2 separate regions of the Hordeum vulgare genome follow, and region 2 is linked to region 1. The links are chromatin contacts, called in public Hi-C maps. All regions are on one chromosome and are shown on one strand. The core of a region is the stretch at or near the end of the contact, and the rest is flanking DNA. Distances in the headings are between cores, read along the strand shown.

Region 1 (5,940 bases), core at 2,549-5,048:
TCAAAGCCTGCCAAGGTGAGCGCCCCGCTAAGCCCCACCCCGAGCGTTGTTTAGAGTTGTTGCGCCCTATACACTATTTAGTTTCGACCCGTTAGTTTTTTTTAGATTTTACGATTTTTGTATTTCAGAAAAACCATTGTTTTTAAAATGTCCGTATCTTTTAATCCGTGTGTCGGATTGCGACAAGTTATATATGTAACTTGACTAGAATTTTGCATAGATTAATATTTTCAAACTCTCATGCATATTTAAAACTGTTAGATGTGATGTTTGCATCGGTTTGCGTGTCAATGCGATAGAAACAGTTTAGGTCGTAGTTAATTAACCGTAGCTCTATTGGAAATGAGCCATATATGTAAATGGACCAGAACGACGAGTAGAATTGCGTGAACCACTTTGTTTTGCCATTTAACAAACATAAAATGTGATTAGGACAAATCCAGACATATTATAAAGTTAACGCGTGGGGTCGTTTCGGAGATGCTATATGTCGTTTTCGGCCTCATTTAAAATGCCTAGATAGGTAGATTATTTGTGCTTCGCCCCTTTCCATGTTAAACAACATTTAATGTTGCCGTGTAAATAAATAGGAGTGAACTAAATATTTGAATGTTGAGAGCTTCACTTAATGTGTAGTGTTTGCGTGAGGTGAATTGTCATGCCATGCCTTGCATAATTTAAACTGAAAAAGCATCATATTAGGTGTGCATCATGTCGTTCATGTGTCATGGTGGATATCGTGTGTTGATTCTTGTTTCTGGTTTGCTTCGTCTCAATAGAGCTCTGCAAGCGTGTCAGAATGTGAGGCCCCGTTCGACTATGTCGGTTCGTCTGCTACACAGAGTCGTTCTTCTTCCAAGCGGGATCTCAAGCAAGATGATCATTTCCCTAGATACCATTGCTATCATTGTCATGATGGTTGTTTTGTTTCTATCGTTATGTCTCGCTCCCTACCACCTGTTAAATATCAACCTCCCAACATTGCCATGAAAACCTTTAACCTTTCTACAACCTAGCAAACCATTGATTGGATATGTTACCGCTTGCTTAACCATTGGATAGCGTTGCTAGTTGCATGTGCATTTGCTTCCATGTGCAAACATGGGTTCCTTGTCATATCATCATATTAATTCTAAATAATTTAATGCACTTATATACTTGGTAAAAGATGGAAGGACCGACCTTTCTAGCCTGGTGTTTTGTTCCACCTTTGTCGCCTTAGTTTCGGCTACCGGTGTTATGTTCCATAAATGAGAGCTCCTAACATGCTTGGGGTTGTTATGGGGACCCCCTAGATTCTCGTTTGGGATAAAGCTCGTCTGGCAAGGCCCAACATTGGTACTATATTTGTCCAACATAATAGTCCTGATAATACTGAAAAAACATAGGGCGTCATGAACCCGAGGAGTAATTCAACATAATACAGGGGGCAGTGCTGATGGTGTTGGTCCCAAATGGGCTGCCTGCGGGGCCACCGCGAGGAAACTCGAGGTTTGGTTTTACTCGTAGCTAGTCCCATCCGGTCGTGTCCTGAGAACGAGATACGTGGCTCCTATCGGGTTTGTCGACACGTCGGACGGCCTTGCTGGATTTGTTTTACCTTGATCGAGCGTCTTGTGCGAGGGATTCCGAGGATGCTTTGGGTTATCTCGAGGTTAAGGTTTTACAATAGGAATCCGAGGAGATCACGGGTTTCCTTGATCGAGGTCATTTCGTCGCAGTGTGTGGTAGTTTGTGATGGACTAGTTGGAGCACCCCTGCAAGGTTAAATCTTTCGGAAAGCCATGCCCGCGGTTATGTGGCAACGTGGAAACTTTGTTTAACATCCGGTTCTAGATAACTTGAAGTAAGCTTAATTAAAAAACTTGCCAACTGAGTGCGTAACCGTGACTGTCTCTTTCGTGAGCTCCTTCTCCGATTGAGGACACGGTGGGGTTATGTTTGACGTAAGTAGGTGTTCAGGATCATTCATTTGATCATCAGTAGTTCACGTCCGTTGTGCGTAGATCACCCCCTCTTATTCTTGTACTCATAAAGTTAGCCACCTCAAGTAAATGGTTAGTCGCTTGCTGTCGCCTCACCACTTAACCATACCTCATCCATTAAGCTCTGCTAGTCTTGGTACCTTTGGAAATGAGATTGTTGAGCCTCCCTTGGCTCACAGATTACTACAACACCAGTTACGGGTACATGTAAAGGATACTAATATGTGAGCGCGATGATTGTTCATTTGGAGTTTCTTCTTCTTCTTCGTCGTCGATCTAGGATGGTTTCCAGGCCGGCAGCCTGGGATAGCAAGGATGTACGTCGTTCTTTTATCGTTTGCTTTCGTCGGTAGATGAACCTTGCTCTTCTTCATGATGATTGTATGTATTGTATTGATGTGACTCTGTTGTAGCTTGTGGCGAGTGTAAGCCAACTCCTTATACTCATTTTTTCAGTACATGTACTTGTAACGATATCCATTCTTGCGAAACGACGAGATGCATTTCTATCCCTGTCGAGGCCCTCGCGCCAAAATAAGGATAGGACCGCATCTTGAACGTTACACGTCCGCATCACTTCAATGTGTTGCGGGCGGTCGTTTGGAAACAACTGGCTACGACAGAGTTCGGTTGGTCTCTAGCGGCTCGAGCGTCGAGTGAACGCTGGAGCCGCTCGAGGCGCTCGCGCTCGGCCAAGTTGGCCAATCGTGCGTTCTCCAGCGCGATCTCCTCCAGGCTATTTTCGGTGATGGGGGTGCGAAGGACTCGATGAGCAGCTGCGAAATATGGTGGTGGCTGTCGTCGTGGCAACGCTCCCTGCCGTCACGCTCGAGAGAGTTATCAGAAGCGTGGTCATGGTTGTTTCCCCTGTTGGTGTCGGTCATTAGAATCTCAGCTGCACCCCTGCTGCTGTCGCAGTCGGAGTCGCCGAGTGACTCCTCGCTCGACGAAGGGAAGAGGCTGACGGTGGGCTCATCAGAACTGAGCATGGCAACCTGTCCGGAGATGGCCTGGTTGGCCATAGCATGCTTGATCCATCGCTGCATCTGCGAGTGCCCAGAGCGCTTGTGACCGACGGCAGCGGGTCGTGGTGATGCCGAGTGATGTGGCGCCGATGGCTGCCGAATCAGGACTACGTGCGCTACCGCGCTGAAGTGCGACGAACCTCGCGCGGGGAGGGCGTCGGTGTCCAGTGATACATCCTGCAGCCACGCTAAATCGTCGACGATGAAGCTAAGGAAACCGAAGAGGATCTCTCCGTCGAGTGTCATCATGATGGCGAAAATGTGGAAAATCTCCAACTGCGCTGAATTTGCTAGAAGCGCAGCCCCACGATGGGCGTCAACTTTCGTGGGAATGATCCTGACAATAGTATCAGGAGTACAAACTAAGGGGCGAAGTCTAGCTAGACGCAGTGGATGAACTCGGATTTACGAGTTCAACCCCACTCGGAGGTGGTAATAGCTCTACGTCTCGAACCGAAAGGCTGATGTTTGCTTATAGGGTGTAAAAGATTACAAGTGATGAACCTTGAGCCGGTATCCGAAAGTGGCTTATATAGTGTTGTCATGACCGTCCGAGCACCGTTACAAGGCAATAAATGATAATAAAGAGAAAGTTACAGGTAACAAAAGCCTTAATCCCTGATGTTACCGGTAACGCGGGCTTTCATGGACCTTCATACGTGTGTTTAAATCCTTGACCGTTGCAGCCCCTTCGTCCTCCCTGACTTGCTGTGGACCGAGCGCGGAAAGGGTCCGATTGTTGCAAAGTAGACCGAGTAATTTCACGTGATCGAGTGAAAGCACAATGACCGAACGAGCTTGAGACTATTAGCATGGCTTGTCACTGTCCTTACGGATAGTTTGGTGGCCTTATGGAAACGGGTCATCCAGCGCCCGGCCAGGCGACCGCGGCCGATCAATCTCCTCCGGTGCGCGGAACCGGTCAAGGCGGCGGCGGCGCTCGCGCGAAATCTGGAGGCAGGCCTCGCTCTATTCGGTGCGGGCGCCGGCTAGGGTTCGCCCCCGGCGATGAACGAGAAGCGCGGGCTGGAGGCCGCCGCCGCCGCCGGCGACGGCCGCCCCGAGGCTAAGCGGTCGCGCCCCCCGGCTCTTGCCAGGTCAGGAATTCGTCGAGTTTTGGTACCCCTTTTAAGTGCGTGCGTGATGTGATTTTTGTGTGTCCGTGCCGATTCAGCCGCGCGAGTTCTAGCCAGTGTAGCTGCTTGGGTTCGTATGGTGGCAAAGGCTTTCGTGATTTAGCGCCGGCTTACGTATTTATAACTGGGATTTGGGAATTCATCTTCAGATTTATTGCTCGTGATTTGGTGCCGTCTAGCTGAAAATCTGAAGATGTGTTTTTTTTTTCATTGACAAAGGGTCGTCAGGTTGTTATTAGCGGGGTGATGATTAGTCTCCTAGTTGCTGCGTCTAACCGTAGCTTTGGAACTTCAGTTATGGTTTTGATGACCATGGGCGTTTTGAAGTTGCTTAGTATTAGAAACAGTTTGAGCTGGAACTGGTGTGACCTGCTGGGAAATGAGTGAATTATTGGTAACTTGTTGGTTAACTGTTGAGAGAAAGGAGAAGATCCGTTATAAGTAGTTTCAGGAGCACACTCGTGACCACGTTATAAGCATCAAGGACGTACACTCAAGGACGCCTATGCTTACCACTGAAAACAATTTAAGAAAAACGGTACACATCATCCATCACATATTAGGACAAAATCAAATGCCAGGCTTGTTCTGTAGCTTTAACTCCAGGCTTGTCATCCACTCTATTCTGTTGTTAGTATAATATTTTAACCTCATGCACATAAGTTAAGCAAATACATAAGATTACCACTATGGCCATGTTAAAATTATCTCATTGAACTTGTTCATCTACAAAATACCCCAACTGTCCAACTGACAAGAATCTCCCTAGTTAATGGCAAGAACCATCTCTAAAGCGCTATCTTCTGGGTGTTATGTTTATAGGCAAGTAACACATGATGGTATTGCCAGTAACTTGATGTTTGTGGTGTGCAATGTAATTTGGCTTCACGCATGATGCTATATCCTTGCAAAGTATGTAAACTTTGAGGTCTAAAAGGTGAAATGTTCTTCTTTGGGAGCCACGTTGATACTAATTATCTGCTACTGATTGGAATATAATGCAGGTCTTCTCCAAAGCGAATTGAAGGTCCTGGTGGAAAAAATCTGCAACTCCAATTCAGGACAAGATTGTCCCTTCCCCTTTTTACCGGGGGAAAAGTTGAAGGGGAGCAGGGGGCTTCAATTCATGTGGTTTTGCTTGATACCGGCAATGGCTGTGTTGTATCATCTGGGCCAGAGTCGTCTGCCAAGCTTGGTATTGTCGTTCTAGAAGGCGATTTCAACAATGAAGATGAGGAAGGCTGGACAGAGGAGGAATTTGACAGTCATGTAGTGAAGGAGCGTGAGGGGAAACGACCTATTATAACTGGCGATATACAAGTCACACTGAAAGACGGTGTTGGCACAATTGGGGAGTTCACGTTCACAGATAACTCTAGCTGGATAAGGAGTAGGAAATTCAGACTTGGTTTGAAAATTGCCTCAGGGTTTTGTCAGGGTGTTCGCATCCGTGAGGCAAAAACTGAAGCTTTCATGGTTAAGGACCATAGAGGAGAATGTAAGTTTTCTGTAATGGTAATCATGTGCTTCCGCTTGAGATATGTCTGAACAATTTGAATTTCACTTCTTTAGTGTTCAAGAAGCATTATCCACCTGCATTGAAGGATGAGGTCTGGAGGTTAGAGAAAATAGGAAAAGATGGGTCGTTCCATAAGAGACTGAATAAATCTGGAATTTTAACTGTTGAAGATTTTCTCAGGCTTGTGGTTCGGGATCCACAGAAGTTGCGTACTGTAAGTTCGTTTCTTTCCACGGCCTTTGATCTTTTGCTGTTGTAGTTCTAATTTGTATACT
Region 2 (5,928 bases), core at 2,408-4,907, 160 kb after region 1:
TTGGTCTTGATCTGTCCACACACCCTTTATATTCCAAGAATGGTGGCCATGGATAATGTGTATTAACTATTAATATCTGGTACCGTTATATGTTTTTAATGCACTAAATGCTCATTAGGTACGTTAAACCCTTAGGTATAGCCTGTTTATCCGAAGTATAAGAACCTTTTCTGGCCTTACTTTTAACTGCAATAATTTCTGAGATGTGCTACACCCTATGCTTAGGTGTGTTTAAGCAATCTGTGACATGAGTTTATTTTTCTTATTTTTGAGTAACTTTTTTTTTCAAGGAGCAAGTTTGGCTTTCTCTGCTCTAATTAGCAGGATTGTTTTTGTACATAAAATCTTGACTGATTAGAATATTACTGTTTGCTACAGCTCTTTGCTGATGGGCTGGTGAAGAAAGCATATGATAATTGGATGTATGTTATTGAATATGATGGTAAAGCTCTCTTGAACCCTAAACCGAAGAAAAAGGCTGCATTAACTAGTCAACCTGAGGCTCGTGCTCCTGCTGCATATGTACAGCGCATTTCTTCAACGAGTATGCCAGGACCATCTACAGCAGGTAAGTAGCACACAAGTGCTTAGTTACAGAATTCCAAGTATTTTTACGATTTTACTTCAGAAGTAGGAAAATACGACTTAATGCGTTGGAAAAACTGAAACATTGATTTTGTATTTAAGGCTGGCCATAGTGGTGGTATCTTAGCCGATATCATGCACTCGGGAATAGCAAACGTGCTGATGTGTCAGAGAATTAAAGAAGAGAGAGATGGGTAGAGTAACATAGGTTGATACCGTATCATGTTAAATGCTATGCTACTTTGTGTCATGCATGACAATAAATAAGATCATATATGATATTACTCTGATACTATGCATTATAAAGGTACCATCATACACTAGTATAATATGCATGATATTAGTATATGATACTTCCCACTATGAGCAGCCTAAATATATACTCCCTCCATTCCATAATATAAGATCTTATTACATCTTATATGCGAGGATATTGGATGTAATAAGGTCTTATATTATTGGTCGGAGGGAGTACAAATTAAGCAAATGGTGTATGAAATATTTTATGATGTCACTGTGGAATAGCAGTTTCTGAAAACCATATGTTTTGTTTCATCTATTGCAGGCTCAAATGGTTCTATAGGGTATGATGGCAACCAGACAGCAACACAGTCTGTTCAGCTTCAGAGTTCATCTGCTAATGTGCCGTTGCCATATGATGAGGCCTTTTCATTTTTGCCGCCTACCATGTTGATGGGTTCTAATCAAGGAACAGCAAGTGATGCCATGGGTCTGGAACTCAGCCAATTGCATCACACAATTTCTCAAGCCCATCCAATTCAACCAGCAAATGTCAGCTACGATAATTGGCATCACAACCGTGATAGTCAGTATGCTGATGATTTCACCGAAGACATTCGCATGAAAAGCCACCAACTGCTCGAGGGTGAAGACATGCAGCAGCTGCTCAGGGTCTTCAATATGGGTGGAGCTTCTCCTGGTTTGCCAGACGAGACGTTTTCCTACCAGACCTACATGCCATCTCCATTGCCAACCCCAGGCTTCGAAGGTGAGCCCAGCCGTCCATCGGGCAAAGCCGTTGTTGGGTGGCTCAAGATAAAGGCCGCTATGAGGTGGGGAATATTTGTCAGGAAGAAAGCTGCGGAGAGAAGGGCACAGATTGTTGAGCTGGATGATTAAGATCTTGGCGTGTGCTCACTGTTAGTTGAAATCTCAAATACCAGCTGCTGTTGCTGCGAACTAGTTCTTTGGCTCACATATTCGTCGTGATTGCCATTGAAGCTAGTTTTCTGTAAATCTACAGCGAGCAGCTCTGCTATCTTGTAAAAAAATGCCGACCCGCTTCCTTGTATAATTTCAACATAAATTCTTGTTTAGTGCCTTTTCCGTTTAGCTTAATTTGTGCAGAATATTGCTGTAGAAGACGATGTGAATTGATTTGAACAGTATTACGTTTTTGTGGCTGTTACTTGGTTGGGGGTCCATAACTACTGGAAGAACATGTTTGTAAGGCTCAGTAATTTTGTTGAAGTGGTGCATCGGCATTATGTTCTTGGCCTCTTTTATCAAGTGATCATACAGTGACCATTTGTTGCAGCCGGGCATGTCATTTATAAGAAGTTGAGCTGATGGGACGTGGAGGTCTTCCAGTCAAATGGAGGGCAAACTGAACCACACATTTTTTTTTCCTTTTCAATAGTCACTAATTTTCTCGAATGCCAGCTTACGGACGGAAGATACGGAGGTACGTGTCCACACCTAACCTAATTAGCCCCTCTCCCCTTTGATTTTTTTCTCCTAATCATCCTCAGTCCGATATCTTTTCTCCCTAAGATTTGTAGTAGATGCAGCGTCTTTTTTTTTTTATAAGATTTTAATCGTAGTTGATGTTTCAAGTTGCTGTGTATCGTATTCGAGGTGGTTGACGCTTGATGCAGTCTCGTTGACGCCCAAAGCTGCGAAGGCTACCCGTAACTGTAAGCAAACGCAGATGGCTACACCCCCTTTCACACCATGTTCACAATCTCTGTCAATGCAGCGTATACTCCCTTCGTAAAGAATATAATAGTGTTTAGAACGACATCCCAAGCAGGGCCTTAGGGAGGTAAAACGTGAGGATGCCACGCATATTCACACATTTCCTAATGGGTGAATTCCCATTTATGTTGCAAATTTCCTGTACAAAAAAGGATTGTGGATTGCTCTTCACTTCATTCAACTAATCTGGTTAATTCTAAAATCACATCAGTTTGGCCTACCTTGTTAGTTTTGAGATTATTTTCTCATGCTCATCGCTTTGAATGATTTTTTAGTTGCAGCTTTGAGTTTTTCGTTTGTCTTTCTTCAGCTCATTGTCTTAAACTCTGCTAATCGTGACCAGATCATGTCTCTAGATATGTGAGTGCACAATACAGAAGAGGAACAGGACAATTCCATACTGTTGGCGGCATCAATTGTAAAATTTACCATGAAGAATGCATCATGACGTGACAGAGAATAGAGTAGGGTGAGTTTTTTTTTGTTTTTGTTTTTGCAAAACGTAAGGAGGGTTTATTTGTATGCTAACAAGTCAAGTATGCAAACCAACCTATGATTGAATGGTTAGAAGGACAGTGGTATCCCTTGTCCACAAGAGTTTAAGTTTCATATTTAACATTCTTGTTGCCGTTTACCTGAATTTATTCCAAGCATTCTAGCAACATGCGTTCACTGAGAGGGAGTGAATTGTGAAAAACCATTACATTGAAGCGTGGTTCTGCAGAAAACACTTTTTTACGAAATCTTTGCAGATATCACTAATTTTTATCCTAATCATTTGCAAAAAACACCTAATCGCCTCTTCGCCCCTTTTAACCTCTATTATGACAAGGGGGCCCGTTTTTTGACGACCTGGCGTAACGGCCAGTAACTCACGCCGTCTCATGACGCTGTCCAGGAACACCCGGTTGAGCCGCTGCTTAAGATACACGTGATTAGAGCCATATTGAGAACCCCATATTGCCCAACTTAAGATACACGTGATTAGAGCCATTGTGTGGTGTATTATTGGTTGATGACATAGACACTAGCATACGATAATCAAGCACACAAATTGCTGGTCATCCTCTAAAAGCCATGGCATTTTATAAAGCTGCCCAAAGGTTCATAAGCATACGTGCAGTTACAGTGAAGCCCATGAAATTCAACGCAATTTGGTGAAAAATTTAAATCCCATACAAACATGGCGGCCTCAACGCTCACGTACTACTTTCGAGCCCCTTTGCACCACCGCAGCCAGCCCCCATCAAAATTGATGGGAGCCGATGGATGGATATCGGTGATATAAAGCACGCGCTCTGGCCCCCAACGCTTTCCGCGCGCGCTACCCCGCCAGAGCGTTCACGTCCGAAGGCTCCACAGAGCTCCCCAAAACGTCGGCCGGGAAGCGAGGCGGAGACCGATCGAGCGAGGCGGCCGGGCGACATGGGGGCGGTGGCGAGGCTGCAGGCGGTGGTGGCGTCGGGCAGGGCGGAGAGCCTCCTCCGGGGCGCGTGCGCGGTGGGGTCGGCGGCGTCCGCGCTGCTCCTCGGCCTGAGCGCACAGACCAAGACGGTGTTCTTCATCCGGAAGAAGGCCGTGCCCAAGGACGTCGAGGCCCTCTGGTACATGCTACGCGCCCACGCGCGCCCCATGTTCGGCCACGGATCGATGTAGTGCTACCAGGTTTCGCGACGATCCTGATCGAATTCTTGCTGTGTGAGTGTGACCAGGGTGCTGGTCGTGGCGGCGGCCGTGGCCGCGGGGTACCACGCCGCGCGGCTCCTCAAGCGGCTCTGCTCCGGCGGCCGCTTCGCCGGCGGCGAGGACCGGGGCTGCGCCAGGGCGGTCGCGTGGGCATGTTTCCTCCTCGACAAGGTAACCAACTACTACTACTAGCTGATTACTTTTCGGTGAATTGATTTGTAGCTTCAGTATAATCAGTTAGCTAGACTAGCGGGTCGTGGTGATCGTCGATCCAGGAAGGAAGGAAGGAGGAAACAGGCCGGCCGCGTGCGCGTGCTTGGCGCCCAACCGTTTCCCATTAATACGCTACGCATCGAATGGAATTATCGTGAGCCGGCTACAGGCTACAGGCTACAGGCTACAGCGACGGGCGTGTGCGTGTGCGTGGACACTCCGCCGTCGCTTTTACCCACGGCTAGGTAGCAGCAGGAGGACGGTAGTGGTGATGGGCCTTTCTGCCTGTCGTTTTTGATCGGGCAGGCCAAACTTTTAGCCAGTTAAGGCCTCGCTTCCTTCGACCTTCCCGTCCCCATTTCCTCTCTCGCCGGTCGCCGCCGGCGAGCGAGCAATCTCCCCCGTCTCCGGCGCCCGTCTCAGTCGCCGGTTTACCATCACCCTCTGCACGACAATGGGTTTTTACTCCTCTACCGAGAGGTGATCTGTTTTGGGTTCGTCTCGGGTTGTCGCTCCGCGCCATCTCCCACTTTTATTTTGCACTTCGCCACCAATGCCGCTGGAGAACTGCATCGTATGGTTAGGAAACCGAACCAGGACAGCTTTGCTTTGCAAGAACTCCTTGTCGCTTTAAGTTCATAGTTCTATCCTAGGGACATGTTATAGATATAATCCGGCACGTCATGTAGGCACTGAACGGCGGAGAAGATCAGAAGAGTGGTTGCTCACGTGATGTGCTCTCGCCAAATATAATTCCGTACCACAGTACATCGTTAATCGTTTGATGGTACGGTATGGAGAGGAAGGGTCATAACTCATGCGGTTGCAACCGTAACGGGGTCGTTTCTGAACCTTAACTCGCGACGCGTAACAAGAATCTTGATGGACTGATGGCCGCACTGCTAACGGCAACAGCAGAACACATTAAGAGCAACTTTAGCAGAGTCACCGGTTCGATCTGCATTTTTTTATTTAGAAAAGGAGGTTTACCCCGCCTATGCATGTGGACGATACATGCAGCCATTTTATTAATTATTTACAAAAACCTTATAAGTAGTACATTAGTTTGTCCGAAGACACCATCTTAGCAACAACTGTCGCTACTCCCAACCACTTGATGAAAGGATGTCGATAGCCCGAGCCTATAACCAAACAAACATTGTACCAAAGCCTAACATCTAAAGCCAGAGGCACCAACCGAGCCACATACTGGGTTTAGGGTACAAACCGGTTCAATACACTCTCATGTGTCGTCGCCGTCATCTTCCACCAATACATCTTCAGAGTAGAAACTAACACACCGACTTACCAGACCTCTCTGCCATCGACGCCACCATGACGTCACAAAGTGTCCTCCTGCGCGAGTCCATCTCCGCGCATCAGATGCCGAGTCTCCGCTACGCCATGCCGTCGAGATCCACCGCCATCAATGAGTAAGATGAAGCA

Evidence for each region. Hi-C and Micro-C count contacts between places; a contact is called where the count stands out from the background.
Region 2: a contact with region 1 is called in a Hi-C map of leaf, with 6 times the contacts expected there. The contact joins the promoter of LOC123406353 here to the promoter of LOC123401611 in region 1. A contact is called at or near these places in 3 of 6 Hi-C or Micro-C datasets (leaf and seedling).

Annotation. Positions count from the first base shown.
Region 1 is chr6H:122,550,377-122,556,316 of MorexV3_pseudomolecules_assembly, forward strand. LOC123401611 (calmodulin-binding protein 60 B-like) reads left to right here and starts at 3,799. Exons shown (of 7, transcript XM_045095445.1): 1 at 3,799-4,107; 2 at 5,151-5,644; 3 at 5,719-5,879. The coding sequence starts at 4,019.
Region 2 is chr6H:122,707,146-122,713,073 of MorexV3_pseudomolecules_assembly, forward strand. LOC123406353 (CASP-like protein 2C4) reads left to right here and starts at 3,658. Exons shown (of 3, transcript XM_045099859.1): 1 at 3,658-4,187; 2 at 4,296-4,440. The coding sequence starts at 3,853. LOC123406352 (calmodulin-binding protein 60 B-like) reads left to right here. Exons shown (of 8, transcript XM_045099858.1): 7 at 379-568; 8 at 1,151-2,014. The coding sequence ends at 1,725.